Regions from separate parts of the Triticum aestivum genome. Here region 1 is linked to region 2. The links are chromatin contacts, called in public Hi-C maps. All regions are on one chromosome and are shown on one strand. Each heading gives the region's core, a stretch centred on a gene start, on an enhancer-like site or on the middle of the called end of the contact. The rest is flanking DNA. Distances are from core to core; before and after follow the strand shown. Region 1 overlaps LOC123069634 (translin-associated protein X). Region 2 holds the start of LOC123069633 (RNA-binding protein P).

Region 1 (5,679 bases), core at 182-2,681, 140 kb after region 2:
GCTTGGAGTAGGAGAGTTCTCTGCAAGGGCCTCGCCGTTCGCCGAGGCCAATCCAGCGCGAATGGGCACGAGATCTGCGGCTGGAAGGTACCCCTGCCACTGCAGGTCGCATAGCTGGAGTCGTGAAACAGAGCCACTGGACCAGTCACCTAGAGCTTGGCCATGAGGGCGCGAGGATGAGCCTGGGGCACTAGCCATGAGTGTTGAGCTTTCTTTGGGCAGGATTGGATTCCTATTTGGGAGATGAATGGGACGCTCAATGCGCCTTTGGCTTATTTAATAGGCATGATCTTTGATCCCTGAAGGGTGTTTTTGTAAAAAGAATGCAAGGTTGTTCATCTTCTGAGGGACGCCCAAAAATTGAGGATCGCCCTTGACCACATTAATGATGCGGGCCCATTAACAGTTTGGTAGGATGGGAAGTCATGGCAGCCGAATTGCTACAGTCGAACCTTAGGAAGATGGAGAACTCGCGTCGCAAGCCAAAGACTTTGGAGAGCATGGAATGCGCAACATTTGGAGCTCTGGCCATTGAAGGCTAGTTCGGGGGCTATTGAGGGAGTCCTGGACTAGGCGGTCCTCGGGGTGCCGGCTCATCTCACATGGGCCGGACTATTGGGCCGCACCATATCCGAACCGAAGACCTTTTGTGCCTTGGAGTGTACCCCAAGTCAAGATGAAAGATCCGACGTTTCCTTGATGTAACCGACTATCTATAAACCCTAGTACCCCTGGTGCCTATATAAACCAGAGGGATTAGTCCATAGAGTCTATGAGAACAATCACCATCCTACTAGTTAGGGCTTAGTTCCTCTGATCTTGAGGTAGATCAACTCTGTAACCCCTATATACACAAGCAATACAATCAAGCAGGACGTAGGGTATTACCTCTTAGAGAGGGCCCGAACCTGGATAAATATCGTGTTTTGCGTCCCTTGTTCCCCATCGATCCAAGATCACAGTTCGGGACCCCTAACCGAGATCCACCGGTTTTAACACCGACATACGGCGCAAAAGGTTCGTTGCATGTATGGACGTAAACTTGATGAATTTAGTAGCCAATTTGAGATGGCTTCACAGAATTATCCTTCTCCAAAAGCTCCCAATTCTCACGCGACATGCTTCACCAACTTTTTTAAAGGATTACGGCAGGGGAAGCCCTTGTAACAATTTTTGTTTTTTGTTTTTTGTTTTTGAAAGAACAAGAACACAAATTCATGTCCATGAGAACTTGAACCCTGGAATTATCACACACAATCTTTTTGGTGCTTGTTCGTTGAATTTCCTGGGATAATGACTCATTTCGGCCAATCGGCCGAAACTTCCGCTGGCTACACGAGCCGCTGGATCCGGCTTTCATTGTGCGCCCCTGCAACCTACCCCACGTGCCACATGTTTCATATGGCCCACCACCCATTGCTCTTATCCTTATCTCCATTTTTCCACTGCGAGCATCATCTTCTACCTCTCCTTCACCGAGAGCACCGCATCCTCGTCCCTCCAAGGGAGCAGGCGAGGTGGGACAACAGTCGCCGGCGTTACCCACTTCCTTGATCTCGACCATGGGAATACCAACCCATCACCTCCAAACCCCAATTGGGAGCGGCTGCGACGACAGGCCCACCTCGCGTGCCCGCCGATCTTCGATTTCCATGGCTACGACCATCGGGGCCACGGCGATGCGACGAGCTCAAACCCCCGACCACAGGGATGATGGAACCAAGCACCCGCCGAGCTGGAACCACGGCCGCGGTTTGTCAGCAAGCTACAACCAACCAATATCGGTGCTACAACGACAACCATCGGATGCTAGAACAGGTCCTCTATTTTTCTGCAACCGACGAAGGGTGATGCAATGGCGGGGAGATGTGGTGCCGAGATAGCTGCAACCAGCAACAAAAGAAGTTTGAAGTGAGGGATTTTTTTGCTCCCGTCGATGGGAGTGGTTTGGGGGCGATAGGGGGTGGCGCCATATTTTGTTGCATTCAGAAACAAAAGCAACTATCATTGAGCAGTTTTGCTATGATGGCGACGGGGTGGCATCAACGATGGTTTTTTTTGCTCGAACTGGCACACATGTTTGCTATTACCGGTGGGAGTTTTTGCTGCGACCAGCAAACCGAGGCGCGAACTCGTCAATGGAGCACTGCGACCGGCGGTGGTGCTTCGAGGTTGGTCACCTCGCTCGTCCACTGCAAGTGTCGGATGCGCCACTGCTTTTTTTTTCGATTGCGCTAGTCAGATCTGTTCTTTTGGGGGAGAAAAAACGACATGGGAAGACAGATCCGACGGCCACACGCACACGTATTCAACGCCCGTGCAGTGACCGACTGAAAACTAGGCCGGTTGATCGGCGGCTAGCGCTGAACATTTCCTATGGGCAGGGTACGACCTCTTCCAAATGTTCCAAGGTGGCGGCATATCATCTCTTACGGCGTTCTCTAGGGGATGGTATATTTTGAGAGAAAATTATCCAGTACACCTCACTATAATTATTAAGACATGTGGTAAGCAATCCAAACTAATTGGAGATTTGATGATTTTTCTTGAAATTGTATTAACAAGACAATTATTTTCTCTCTACTTTGGTGAGGTCTGAACGCATATCAGGTGATTAGAGCTGATGTTCAGAACCCTCAAGGGACTTTTCTGGAGGGGACAAAAGAGCATCAGAAGATAAGGAAACAGAAACAACCAGTGCATAGAAGAAGAAGAATGCTAGGTTAGTCTTGCAATGCTACAGAATACAGATATTACATGTTCTACGGTGTGCTGTGCACAAGCAATAAATAATACAGTCATGTTCAAAGCTTCTTTTTTGAGATAGGTCCCCGAACATGTCTGTTAGGCGGTCTGGCTTCATTGGTCATAGTCGGCGGCACCGAAGAAGGCATAGTCTGACTCGCCAGATGATCCCAGCATAGCGATGTATTCAGATCCTCTCACATGAACACTGAAGCAAGCTGTATAACATATACATGCACAGCGTCAAAGTCAGCAGAAGTATAATTGCATCTGCCCTAATATGGATCCAACAATAACGAACATAAGATTATGATGTTACCACAAATGCAAATCTAGGTATTCAGAGAAGGTGGATCTAAACTAAATCAGCACACCTACATACAGAAACACTGCCAGGGGGGACATCAACAAATACGTAGTGCCCCTAGTCCGATGTGTTTTAAAAACAGAAATACACCGACAAAAAATGACAGTAAGACAGGCAGGAGATAACATCAACAATATTGAAACAAAAGCAAAAAGATAACTGATGAAGTGGACGGCACAGCAGACCTAAGCTATCCCCAGTACTTGTGAACCTGTTGTGCTTGAAATGTAATTCCACAAAATAGAAGGAAGCGTTGAAATATTTGAATAAGCTAAATTATCAATTTTCAACAAAGTTTTTTGTGCCAGATAGTTCAGAAAAAGTAAAAACTACAAAAGCTTCTGAACTATCATTGTGGCAGAGAATCAAACCATTTAAACTAAGTGGATTACAATTATTATTTATAAACAGCAGAAACATCGTGTACTTGTTTTTTCCTGCATATATTCAATAAATTCAAAGTAAAACAGCTTTTTGGGAAAAGCTACTGTACCCGCAAGGATGTTTGCTTGAATTTAAGGTTTAGGTACTTGTGCATTTTGAAGAATTCTAAAAAAATATATCAACTCTGAACATGTAGGTTCAAGGTTTACATACTTGTGCAAATGTACATTAGTTTTTTTTGAGAATTTTTAAAGATGCACAGGTAGGTAACAATCAACTCTGAACACGTAGGTTCAAGGTTTAAACACAAGCACCCACCTCTGAATGTACAAAATACAGACCACTCTTTTTGTTTAAAAATGTGGAACGTCCGAGTGCAAACCAACACAGGACTTTTCTAGAGGTACTACAACAGACAACGAGCTTTTGACAGACACAATTAAGGTGCCACTGAATGATTCTAGTTGACTAGCACATGGTACAACAAGAAAGTTCAGATGTGAACTTAAATAGCACGATTAAAACCAACCCTAGTTCAGGTTGGGTATACTTAAAAACACTAATAACCAAACAAATATATTACTCATGCTAGTTTGATCCTTGATAAACTTTAACATAGTCATGGTGGTTCTTGTTGTATATAGACAAAATGATTGAAAGATGGGATATCTAGTGTCACCGTAGAAATAAAAGTACAGATAAATAAAAGAACACAAGATCAAACAAAAACATGTGATTTACGAACGGAAATCACGCTTAATTAACTGCTAAATAATGTCTAAAGCAATAGCAGAATCATTAGTCCTTACAAACAAAGGCAGCAAAGGACTGCCAATTTCACAATATAACTTTGCAACTACCGGACAACACATTTTCAGTTGAGGAGAACCTTCTTAAAAGATCAGCTATTCTAGCAAAAGCAGAAAAGTTGCTCTTTTTGTTAGCATATACTGGTGGTAACTGGCAAGTAAGAATCAACATTTAAGATCAGTTGGTGGTCTGGGAACTAAGGTGTGAGTGTTACAGAGTCAAGGAGAACACACAAAATTATATAGCATTATGTACATGTGAAGATAGTACGCTCCAACCTTTTACCAGGGTGTAACTGATATTTAATAATCTACAAATCCAGATTCTTAAGTGTCATATGTAGCTGATTATCTATCAGAAATTTATGCATTTTCATGATTAATTTAATCAATAAATAGGTGACTACATTTGTGTAAATATACACCACTTCATAGACAACATTTCTGCGCCTCCTCGGCAACATCTATGGAAGCCGATAATTATATCGCCAATATGGTAGGTCTATTAACTGTATTTTCAGTTGGTATCATGTCTAGTTTATATGTTGTGCTAATGTTAATCACTGCTTCTTCTGATCAAATTCACCCCTGGAATGCATAATTTCCTTGCATTTGAGCACATGGATTGTGCAACAAAGATAAATTAGCTACAGTCAGCCAGCACGTCCAAGCCTAGTGTCAATATCTTTAGTTTTTATCCATTCTAAGCACTATATAAGGCTAGCACCACATTGGTTGGACCCAAGCAATGGAATAACAAACAAGGGTTGTTTCCACCAAAATTCATGCGATTGTTCAATGGATTAACCCGTAGTGAGACGAGTTTTTTCTTCAAACCAAACAATCCATAAATTCTGCTGCGATTTTCCCTCTTTCGCTGGCTATTCTAGTTCTAGTCCTCCCCAAATCGGTGCCTCCATCATCACCATATGTCTCCAAACAAAAGGTTTAGATCATTCATGTACTTAGCATACGATGTTGGGCATGAAAGAAGTGATACCATTCTCAATTTTCACTACGCTTTGAAGCATAACCTCCATTTTCTTCTTCATCTCATTATTGTCATCCATCAGTGGCACAAGAAGGGTCAGCTCCCTATAAATGTCACGTACAAATGCACATATATTTTTAGCATATTCAACTTCCCCATCAGATATACGTCCAATTGCAAGCCTCATTAGCTCTCCTGACAAATCAGCAACCTAAGACATTGGCAGCACAGAAATAGCATTAACTTCCAGCAAGTACAGAAAAGGGAAAATGATCATAAATAATTTATAAATATATCAGTATATTTACCCCTAAAAGATAGTCAAGCACATTTATCTGCAAGGGCTCAATGGATTTATCACTTAGAGCAAGCAAAGAATCATT
Region 2 (5,804 bases), core at 3,080-5,579:
GAGACATGTATTTGAGGGAGTAATTCGCAGCCATATCAGAGTTTATAAATTCTTTATATTACTCGTTAGCACCATCCATCTCTGAGCGACTACACTACGTTGATCTACATGAGGAAATTTTATCATATCCCCTCCGGTATAGGATAAGACTGAACGACTACGTTGATTTGATTTTTCTTTTTTCTTGGCCTGCATACAGATGTAGCATCTGAACTTACAAACGAACTCACATCGCAATCACGAGTGGCATACACGTGAGGGGCTTCATACAATCATACTCCACGTGAAACAGGTCGATCCCAGGATCGAACCTGTTGTGGGCTGGTTGGCCAGCCCCAGAACCAACAAGGCGTTCCCGAATACAATGTTAAGTTGCAAACCCTGATAGAATTGACAACAAATGATATATACATATGTCGTGTGATCGAAAGATAATGACGTGTCACAGCTTACAAAAACTTGTTGGATAAAGACTTTAGGCCAGATAACTGATAACACGCAGCTTAGTAAATTATGATCTATTACATCAGGGATACTTTATATCAGAAAAATTGCTATGTGCTCTTATAGGTAAGAATACTCAAAATAGAACATCAAACGAAATTTGCATATTTGTGAGGAGCACTAGGATAAGTGCCAGATAATAGAACATGTACCCATGTTACTTCTAATTATCATGCACCTATTCTATTCATTAATCCACCACAATGTTTAAACTGGTTCAATTACCGCTCCTAGTTCTATTCTAGTTTTCCAATTAAACATACTGGTAACGCGCACATAAGAGTGTGCTACAGTCTGCTCCTAGTTCTATTCTACTACTAAACCAAAAGAAAAACATCACACGCAAAAACAAATGAAGAACATAAGAGTGTGCTAATCAGGTTGTAAAGCAACTTAGTAGCCATTCACCTCATCTTGAACTGTATCTTTTCTTCCCTCCTCTTCCTTTTGCTGCAGTCCTCCTCCACATCAAAGATATGAGCACTTGTCTTCCTGTGAGGGTTCAATCAAGCCAGCCCCTCCCACCCTTCCAACAGCCCTACCTCTTCGATGAGGACATCCCTCCCCCTACTTCGCCCTTTCCAACTACTAGCTTGCCCACAGGCAAAAAATTAGTCAACGGCCAAAGTCTAAATCGCTGCTAAAAGGTCTTCTGTTTAGTATTTACGCCTATGACCTCAGACCAACACAACTAAAATTGGACTGCCCGACAAGATAGACAAAAAAACGCATTTGAGAATGCAATAGCCTCTTTTCTAAAATCAGCACATTGATATTTTCCTAGATCTGCCAGAGATTCTCCTTAACCAACTTTATCTCACGATAATGATAAACTTGGCCAAAATAAACAAATGCCTACTTTGTAAACAAAGCAATATTCAACTTTTTGTTCAGAAATAAATCCACACAACATTTCTGGTCAGAAACATATCAGCATGACAAGAAAAGTAGGGAATGGCATTTTTTTTAATAACACAAATTGGGTTTCAACAAATGCCAAAAATAATGACTGAAAATTCTTGTATAAAATGCAGTAAAAATTCCACGGTGCTTTAAATCGATAGAAAGTCTTTTACAATAGGGTCACAAGACAATAGTAACTTTTCGAAAATTTAAATAATTGTACATAGATTTGTTCAATTTTGAAAACATAGGATTGAGGAAATCAAAGTTCTTATGAAAACTTTGACCGCTAGAGTAAGCAACTTGCGAGAAGCAGCCTAAAACAGCATGTTTATAAGTGCGGCGCAGGAACACGTAGAATCATCTGGCCACAAAAAAATAGTTATAAGCATCCTGCCAAATAGCAATATGGATAAAGATAAGTGATATAGTTCTTAAACAAAATTTGAATATGCAAAAAAAGAAAATGAACTGCTAAATAAATGCATAACTCATAGCTTGGGGTTTGCAATAATTAAAATAAGTGACAGCATTTTTTAATGTAAGCACTGAAACCTGCATACAAGCTACGTATAATGTGCATATGCATGTGAAACAATGTTTGTGAGATGACACAAATGATAAGGCCTGCCAAAAATTCTTTGCTTGCAAACTGAAACCCATTCAAACCTACCCAAGGATACTGCAAGGCCATAGCCTTCAATCTTTTAGCCAATTTCCACAGATCGAATAAGGCAAACAAAACATAAATCAAGCATCATTAAACTAAAACAGAGCCCATATATTCAACACCTTCACTTCTAGCCTCAACCTATTACTATTTAAGCATATTAGTTTTATTTCTCAAACCTCAACGTCGATCAATGTTAGCTTGGCTAGCTCTTATGCAACAAATGTAATACATGTGGAAGGACCATCACTAAAACTAAGAAGCAATTTGTCGGGAAGTACTGGTTCCTTACTTAACAGATGACCTACAATTTCAAAAAGCTAATAGAAGGCATTAACTTCATTTTGTAGTTCAGGTTGTCATATTGGACCGCAGTAAGGCAGCAAATTAGACAAATGCATTCAGGCACATCCTAGATCTCATCAGAATGCACATTAGAGAACTTAGAACTATCATATGCTTAGAGTATTTCAGCTTATGCTAAGAAAAAATGGTTTGAAGAAACAAAAAAAGATAGAATAAGTAAATAAAAAATGCAAGACTAATACCAGTGTAAAACTGTAAATGCAAAGCTAACTTCTTCACAGATAAGAAAAACAAGGAAAGTAATTTCTTGACGTAAATCAGATATCAGAAGTTCAGAACTATATGTAGCTTCTACAGTTAGGACACATCGACCGACCAAATCTTACCTAATGACCCATGTAATTTCTTCCTGGACCTCCCGGTGGACCACCATACCCGCCACCACCCCCATAGCCTCCCATATAACTGCCAGGCATTCCAGGTACACCGCCACCACCAAGAGCTCCAGAAGACCCTGAATTTGGCACCCCTGAACTATTAGGACCAACTCCAAGGATGTTATTCAGACCCAACCCTCCCCCTTGGGTGGCCAAGAAAGCTGTTAAAGCCTGGCCCAGTGCAGGATTCATCCCTGGACCACCAGGTACAGGCCCAGGCATTGAAGCCAGGCTCGCTGGAGATGCCATCCCATAACCAGCACCAACAGTGCCAGGCAGAGAATGGCTACCAGCACCATAGCCAGCAGCGCCCTTCCTCCCACTTGTAGTTGTGGCACCATATCCTCCTCCTTTGTTGGGTTTTGGCCCATCGATTGCCTTCTGGCAGTGCAGCATAACTCCCTCAAATGACTTGTGCGGCTCCTGGAGCGCCTTCTTGGCGCTCTCAAGGGTCCTGTAAACAAACAGAGCAAAACCCTTGGGCTTTCCGGTTGCCTTGTCGAGCCCAAGAGGACCCTCCTCAATTTCACCATACTTTGAAAAGAACTGCAGCAGTTTCTGTGGGTCGATATCTGCGCCAACATTGCTAACAAAAATCTTCCGCTGTGTGTACTCAGAAACTGGCGGTAGTATCAAGGCTGCTGGAGCCGGAGCTGGAGCTGTAGCCAACATAGGATTGTTGGCCGCACCGCCAGGTGGGACAGGGCCCAAAGAAGCAAGCTGGCAGGAGGTAGTGCGGTTGCCGATCTTCTTCTGGGGCTCCAGCAGGGCCGCGCGGGCGCCAGAAAGGCGGCTGAAGAGGATGAACCCGTAGCCCTTGCACTTGCCCGTGTTACGGTCTGAGACGAGCTTGAGATCCTCGATCTCACCATAAGGGCGGAAAGCCTCGGTGAGGATGTCCACGGTGGTGTCCCATCCGAGGCCGTGGACGAAGATCTTCCGCTGGGCTGGATCCGCGTCGGCCGCTCGGCGGACGGACTCGAGCACGTCGCCGTGGCGGACGGCGGCGTCGCGGAGCAGCTCGACGAGCTGCTCCTTGGGGAACACCTCCAGTAGCGCCTGGATCGAGGCGGGGTCGCTGTCGCCCTCCTCGGCCTGCTGCTGTTCTTCCTCCTCGACCTCCTCTTCCTCCTCCTCTTCCACCTCCTCCCACTCGTCCTCCTCGCCGCCCACCTCCTGCTTCACCGCCGCGCCCCCAGCGATGGACCCGCTCTCCTGGGCCACGGTTTGGGAGGAAGTGGGGTAGTACTCGGCTAGGGTTTCGGGCTGGGGGGGAGCAGCTGCCGGCTCGGCGATCTTTGCGGCAGCTGGAGCCTTAGCGGCGGGGGAGTTTGCTGCCAAGGTGGATTTCGGCTCGAGCTTCCGCTTCTTGCCCATGGCGACGGCGAGGTGGGGAGATTGGAGGCGAAGGCGAGCTAGGGTTCGACGGTTTGGGAAGGGATGGGGTCGGATATGGGATGGTTGGGTGACAAGGCGACGATTCGTACCGCCACGCGGTCGGGTGGCTAGTTCACGGCACCGTTATATCGGTGTTTTCCTTTTATTATTATTTTTTGAGAATCTTATATGGGTGTTTTCCTTTCCTTTATTATGGGCGACGATGGATAGGCTAAGCAATCCCTGTTGTCTCCTTGGCCTACAATTGTTAGAAGAACGCCCAGGGCAGAGCTGGCCAAACGGGCCGGCCCGCCATAAACAGGCCTGGCACGACTAATAGCCGGGCCGGGCCGGGCCGGCCCACGTGCTGCAGGCAACAGCCCAAGCACGGCATGGGAGTTAAGTGGGCCGGCCCATGGCACGTTTAGGCACGCCGGTATGTGTCGGTTTGATTTTTTTCTATGAAATACCGTCAAAAAGGGAAAAAGGCAAAAAATGTAAAAAAATATGGTGAAGTATTAAAAAGATTAAAAAACATATTAGAGCACTAGAAATGTACGCATGCACTACAAAATTATTAAACATATTAGAGTACTAGGTATTTATATAGGACATATATATTTATATATTTCAAAAAAAGATAAACGGGTCGTGTCGTGCCAGCCCGCGTGCCCAGCCTCCAGGGCCATGGTGTGCCTCGTGCCGTGCCGTTTAGCCCGGGCCGTGCCGTGCCTGGCCCGTTTAGCCCGGGCCGTGCCGTGCCGTTCCTGCGTGCTACCGGGCCGACCCAGTTAGCACGGCCTGTTTGACCAGCTGTAGCCCACGGCAAGGACCCTTCCTTTTTTAAAAAAGAGAGTATGTTCTTTATTTTATTTTATTTTATTGCAATTAGGGTGTTTTTCTTTTGCAACTACTCCCTTCGCACGGAATTACTCATCGCATAGATAGAGAGAAATGGATCTAGATTTAAAAATACGTCTAGATACATTCGTTTCTACGACAAATAATTTGGGACGGAGGGAGTCATAACCAGTCACAGCAGTACAAGGAACACTGGAAGTAAAAAACAATTACAACCAAGTCCATGGACCATCTAGCGACGGCTACAAGCACTGAAGCGAGTCGAAGATGTGTTGTTGTCTTCATCCCTCCGTCACTAGAGCCGGGCAAACCTTGTTGTGGTAGATAGTCGGGGAAGCATCGTGCTGACAACCCCACAGGACCAACGCGCCCGATCAATAACCATCGCCGATGAAAGAGAATCGTAGATCGGAAGGATCAAACTTGTAACCACACGGCCAAATACTAGATCCAAACAAATCCACCGAAGACCAGCACCGATTGAATCGTGTGCTATCCGACGGAGACATACCTCCACACGCCTTTCGGCGATGCTAAACACACTATTGGAACGAGATTAGCCATGGGAGACATTATTCATACTGAGAGACATCGTCGCCGCCACATGACCTCATTCAAGACGTCGGACCTAACAAGAACACGAGTGGGGATCCCTCCCGTATGTGATGGGGGAGTGAGGCCTATGACACCTCCGCGACCCAAAGTCCATCAAAAGCAGGGCAAACAAGGGACGGTGCTGACGAGGT

The links. Hi-C and Micro-C count contacts between places; a contact is called where the count stands out from the background.
Region 1: a contact with region 2 is called in a Hi-C map of leaf, with 5 times the contacts expected there. The contact joins the enhancer-like site here to the promoter of LOC123069633 in region 2. A contact is called at or near these places in 3 of 5 Hi-C or Micro-C datasets (all in leaf) and 1 of 1 datasets of contacts at active chromatin or transcription factors (leaf).

What each region holds. Positions count from the first base shown.
Region 1 is chr3B:262,332,405-262,338,083 of IWGSC CS RefSeq v2.1, forward strand. LOC123069634 (translin-associated protein X) reads right to left here. Exons shown (of 7, transcript XM_044492540.1): 5 at 5,605-5,679; 6 at 5,306-5,507; 7 at 2,678-2,963. The coding sequence ends at 2,860. Among protein-coding and RNA genes, the nearest start is that of LOC123069634, 18 kb to the right of the region's middle. Within about 2 kb of position 1,432, at least 3 of the 8 cell types and tissues checked have an H3K27ac peak or open chromatin away from gene starts, as enhancers often do. A contact at or near this core is called in leaf, where this site is marked.
Region 2 is chr3B:262,192,375-262,198,178 of IWGSC CS RefSeq v2.1, forward strand. LOC123069633 (RNA-binding protein P) reads right to left here and starts at 4,330. Exons shown (of 2, transcript XM_044492539.1): 1 at 2,770-4,330; 2 at 1,534-1,800. The coding sequence starts at 4,197. The coding sequence ends at 2,770.